Regions from separate parts of the Ovis aries genome. Here region 1 is linked to region 2. Evidence: chromatin contacts called from public Hi-C data. All regions are on one chromosome and are shown on one strand. The core of a region is the stretch at or near the end of the contact, and the rest is flanking DNA. Distances in the headings are between cores, read along the strand shown.

The links. A called contact is a pair of places that touch in the nucleus more often than the background predicts.
Region 1: a contact with region 2 is called in a Hi-C map of liver, with 4 times the contacts expected there. The contact joins two enhancer-like sites. A contact is called at or near these places in 2 of 16 Hi-C or Micro-C datasets (liver and muscle).

Annotation. Positions count from the first base shown.
Region 1 is chr1:194,518,912-194,521,611 of ARS-UI_Ramb_v3.0, reverse strand. No RefSeq gene overlaps it. Among named protein-coding and RNA genes, the nearest start is that of OPA1, 150 kb to the left of the region's middle. Within about 2 kb of position 1,406, at least 20 of the 54 cell types and tissues checked have an H3K27ac peak or open chromatin away from gene starts, as enhancers often do. A contact at or near this core is called in liver and muscle, where this site is marked.
Region 2 is chr1:194,370,389-194,373,088 of ARS-UI_Ramb_v3.0, reverse strand. No RefSeq gene overlaps it. Among named protein-coding and RNA genes, the nearest start is that of HES1, 190 kb to the right of the region's middle. Within about 2 kb of position 1,353, at least 20 of the 54 cell types and tissues checked have an H3K27ac peak or open chromatin away from gene starts, as enhancers often do. A contact at or near this core is called in liver and muscle, where this site is marked.

The sequences.
Region 1 (2,700 bases), core at 157-2,656, 150 kb before region 2:
CCAAGCATCTGAGACCAGAAAACTAGACAGTAGCTAGTTAAGCAGTTAGCTGCAGAGCCAAATCTGTATACCATTTTAAATACCAAATTTAAACATGTAAGGGTTTGAGTTTTGAGCTGATGTGTGGCTTTGGCTCCCAGACGCACAAATCTAGGGAGAAAGCAGTGAACTCTCTTCCTGGAATAGAGGACATATCCAAATATGGGCTGGGGATCTCCCCCTCTCCTTCCCTGGGTGGAGTGGAAGATCAAGACAAAGCCACTAGCGCCTGCAGGGAAGCAACGGGTCCCGAGGGAGGTGCATCTGAAGCTGGGCTTAGGTCCTCCTTGAGCTGGCAAAGTTCTCCCTAGGGAAAATACCAGAGATGCCTGGCTCAGAGGAAGTTGCCTGGCATCATCTTCTGGAGATAGTGATTGGGCAGATACCATCTCTCTCCACCAGCTTGGCAGGAGTCTGGTCTTGTGTGGAGAGATGGGGCGTTCTCTGGGATCCGGTGAGCACTTGCAGAGCACCTCTCCTCTCTGCAGGCAGAGGAAATCAGTGTAGGAAAGAGGCAACTGTGCAGCCAATCCTGGCTTCTCCCAGCACGGATGGGCCGTACGTCCAATCTCCTCCCTGGGCAAACAGAGCCCAGTTTTATGCGAGTTGGCCATGGGACTGCTTTCCCAGCCATCCCTACTGGAGTGGCCCAGGAGATGCCAGAGTGTGAGTCATTAAATGGGTCTTCAAGGGGACTGACCAAGTAAGGAGGAACCCCAGAAACCCTTGGGCCTCTCTTCTTCTCTGGATGCAGAGGTGAGGGCTAGAACTTAAGTGGTCATCTTGGTCCATAAGGCCCATGAGGGAGTCATGCTGTGGGAATGGCTAAGGAAAAAGCTGGAAGGAGCTCTGGTTCCCCATGAGTTTGTGGACTGCAGCTATCTGCGGATGCCTTTTTGACGAGGAAATGAGCCCCCAATTTCACAAAGTCAGATCCGTGATTGTGGGTCTGTTACTAGCCGTACAAAGTTCCTACCAGGTACAGGCTGACTCAGAAAGTAGTGAGCAGTAGTAGCTGGAGATATGCAAGCGTCTGCTGTGGGGTTAGGGAGTGAGGGGGAGGGCGGAGGGTGGATGAGTAGGAGCTGAGTGCGAACCGAAAGCCTTCCGTGTTTTGTCCTCGATGACCCCGGCCACTGTGCCTATACCATAGGAACCCCATGGGGTGTTCAACCCCAGACTGTTGTGGCTATTAGTTCAACGGCTTTACTCTGAGCCTTAAAGCAACACGCTACAAAGAGAGAAATTCCGCACAACTTAGGGGCCAGTTTGAACCGCCTGCTTCTAAAACCCTAGGCTTTGCAGTAGAAGCCTGGGACGCTGGAGTGCAGGTGGCTCCCGGGAAAGCCACCGTTTCAGCGCCACTGCCCATGGGCCTATAGGGGGCGCTAAGGAACTGCGGGATTCCTGTCTCCTCTGCCTGAGTCTCCAGCCACCCTTATCCTAGGCCAAGTAAAGGGGGAAAATGGGGCTGGAGCTGGGGCTGGGGCTGGGGCTGGGTTACAGTGGACGGGGACGAAATCCTCACCCTTTACCCCATTCTTCTTAAAGATCTAAAAATGCCAAGCATCTGGTTTTACAGTTCAGAAAAAAATTCCCACCCCCACCAAGCTCTGCGATGAGAGCTCAACACTTCTGTCCCTGAATCTGGGGTTGGGGAGGGGCCTTGGAGACCAGCCAGTAGTCCTCACCACGCGTTTAGCAAATGAGGAAACTGCCGCAGGAGAAGGGAAGCGATGGGTCCAAAGCCACACAGGGCAGGGCGTTAGAGGCAGTGCAGGGATGTGAATCCGGGCCTTCCAATTTCCAGTCTGGAGTTCTTTCCACCACACCCACCACTGTGGCCGCATTTGCTTTCTTTTCCGGCCCTTGGGGGACTTTGGCAGGGCTGGGGGTCTGATGTGAACTGGAATCTGTTTAATTTCACCTCTCATTGCTTCTGCCAGCTCGCCAGCGCTGGCTGACGGAGGCAATTAGAACCAGACATCCCAGAAGGGCATTCCTGGGAGATCTCTTAAAATTCCACAGCAGCTGGGGACTTGCCTTTTCCTGCAGGGACCATCTGGTGTGTAAATACCCAGTTGTGTAAGTCACGGGGTGAAGGGGGATTCACACACACACAGGCTATCTCTTGATACTCACAGACAGAAACAGAGAAATATTCAGTAGCAACCTCTTTCCTTCCTACCTCCCAAAGAGAGAGGTTAGTAGTTTACAGGCCACCCTGGGAACATCTGATTACTTGTTTCTGAGGGGTGAGCACTGTTTGCTCTGGGCGTGGGTGACAGAGGGGTGGGGGGACATTCCTGTTTTTCTTCCACACACACCACCCCCCCGCCCCCCACAGATGGCTGCTTACACCTGGGCTCTGGGAGATGGCCAAGGGGTATTTGTGGCCAGCTCAGCGAATATGCAGCCATGCAGGACCCTGGCTCAGAGGTGTTATCTCAGCTTCTCTGTGGGCAGCTGAGCCTCTGAAAGACAAGACTGCAGAGCCAAGAACCGCAGTGAGGGGCCCCTGACTTGGACTTTGCTGCCTGTGACATCCAGGGACGGCGACATCCGAAACTGAAGAAGGTGGGCCCTCGGCTGAGAGTTGACGGCAGACCTCTCTGTTTCTCAGGGGCTCCCATTCCACACTCATTATCAGGAAATCCTGCA
Region 2 (2,700 bases), core at 104-2,603:
TTGACAACAGTGTGTCACCTGCCTCACTTGAATAGTACAATTAAGGAGCAGCAGGGTGAGCGTCAGGAGGCCAGCTGCTGCTTCTGTCTCTCCACTTTGGGCCCCAGTCTCTTCATCTGTAAGGGAAAGGGTGGGGGAAGATGATTTTTAGGGGCCCATCTAGCTCCAACTTTCTGAATCACCCAAAAAATCAGCACAGTAGTTATTGTCCTCATCCAGGTCTCTTGAACCTGATTTCAGAAGTAAAGAATTATGACAGCCGAGTCTCAGAGGAGCATTCTTTGGTTTAGAGGATTTTGGCCCTTCTGCTCAGTTTCCAAATCTCGCCCAGTGGGCTGTGTCCCATGTTCCTGCTTGGCTCAGCCAGCCTAGAGGTGGGCAAAGGCGGCTTCTGCTGGTGTCCGTGATTGAATGAGTGGATAAAGCTGCGTTTGTGTTTCCCCTGACCACTGGAAGGCTCCCCAGAGGGGCTGGAACTTGACCTGTGTCTTAAGGGAAGCAGGAGAAAGTCACTGAATGAACATTCCAGGTAAAGACAGCCAGCCCCCACAGTTCATAGTGTTGCATGAACAGTCTCAGACTGAGTACTGACTTCCCTGCTGTAACAAATAGCCCCCATAGCGTACAGTGGTTTACACCCCACAGACACTGATTTCATGCTTGTACATAGGATGGGTGGGACAGCCACCCTCCACCCATCATTTACATTTTTGAGCTGCCATTTTTAACATTTAGCTTTAAAAGCTGCCCAGAGGATCATCTCCACTCCAGGCAGCCAGACAGGGCAAAGAGCATAGAGCCGGCCCTTGTCACTTCCCCTCACTGTGTCTACTACTAGGGGACCTGGAAAATAGAAACGTGTGACCAGGAAACATATGGCAACAAGACTTTAGGGGAATGCCAGCCTCTGCCACAGTCTGATCCACTCCTCAGGGATGGATCAGAGACAAAAGTAGCCAGAGGCCCAGGCAAGGCAAGGGGGAGAGGAAAGAAATGTCGGGCTCCTGGGAGCAGCACTCTGGGGGCAGGCAGACATGCGGCTGACTCAGCCAGCTTCATATTTGGTAAACCAGTTACCCTCTGGTGGAATAGAGAGTCCTGGAACCCCGCAGTGAAGAGGGGCTCCATGTTGCTCTGGCTATTTATGGGAAGGAGAGAGAAGGACTGAGACAAGACTGACTTCACAGGCAGCCCTCAGGCCTCCCAGGGTAAAGTTTGGAAAACCCCTGGCTTCCCCTGTCATTGTCCTTGGCCCTCAGCCCCTCCTTCTGCCCAGTTTTTCAGTCCCTCGTTCTGCGCGGGCTCCAGTGGCCAGGCCGTCACCCGGCCTGACACTTCGGCTCAGTGCCCAGCCTGTGGGCCACTTGGGGCTCGAGTTACTGGTGGGAGCTAATTCAGGAGCCTGGCCCAGCCCTGTGGCTTTGATGGGATTTCATCACCCGCCTGCGCCTCTTGGCTGGGTGCCTGGGAGAGCACAGTGTTGCCCTGGGCTCTCTGCTGCTACCAAGGAAAGGCACCCCTCTCTGAACAGAGGAGGACCTGGAGGTGAGGTTTGGGGCACCAGGGTCCACCCTGCCTGAGAATCCAGCCTGCACCAAAGCCACCTGCCTTCACCCAATTTTCCCAAGAGGCAGAGACAAGATAAAGGACAGAGAATTAACACTGAACAACTTGTTAATGATTTTATGGCAGGTTAAATAAAATGTCTCAAATAAAACTACAGGAGACCTTCTTTAACCTTACCAGGCTGTAAATATGTATTAACTCAATCACTATCAGCAATTAAAGCCTAGTTTGGGAAGAGTGACCTGAGACAAAAAATAAAAAAGACATGATCATCCTGGGAAATGAATCCAGAATAAAAGGAATTTCTTCCACCTTAGCTAATGAGCAGATGTATACGGATGGAAATGAAGGCCTTCGCTTTCATACCGCTCATGCCTGGAGGAGAGGGAAGGTCCCCTTTACCGAGGGAGGGCTCTTGGAAGCATATTAGGGACGTTGTTACAATGCAAATGAGGAAGACCGTTGTGTTTGGGTGGTTTAGGGGTTTAGTAAAAGGAGTAACATTTCAATTAGTGGGGGAAGGAATGAGAATCTGCCTCAAAGAGGCTTAATTGGCAACTTGGCTTTCCCAGGGGGCTTTGAAGTCGCCTTGGAGATGGAAGGTTTTCAGAGAAGGGTGGAGAATAGAGCAAAGTGCAGGGCCCCGGGGCGGTGGGAGTGAGAGGACAGGTGGGGATGCTCAGATGAACCTCAGCGTGCCACCCAGTCCCAGTGCTTGCTCTGAACTTCGAGGCTGCTGGACCCATTCCCCAGGGTATTTCACCCAATTCCCCTCTGGGAGGGTCAGGACTGGTCCCTTTCTAAAACAGTCTCGGTGAAACCATCTCTCTTTTAAGGACTACAATCTTAACCTCACCAGAGTGGAATTCCTTTTTTCTTCTCAAGAGTCCCTTTTGCTTGGTCTCTAAGTCCAGCTCAGCAGACTGGGGAATTCAGCTCCTAATTGCTGTGTGTTTGGGGGAAGGGTGTGCAATATCGCATACAAATGTGTATTTTGTGCGTGTGACTTCCAGGGAGGAGGAGAGTGGGTGTGTGCATTTTTGCCTACAAATGTGCATTTTCTCTCTTTGCGTATGTGTGTGTGTATCGGAGGACTCCAGGGTCTAAAGATTCAAGTATGACCTCACCTGAAGG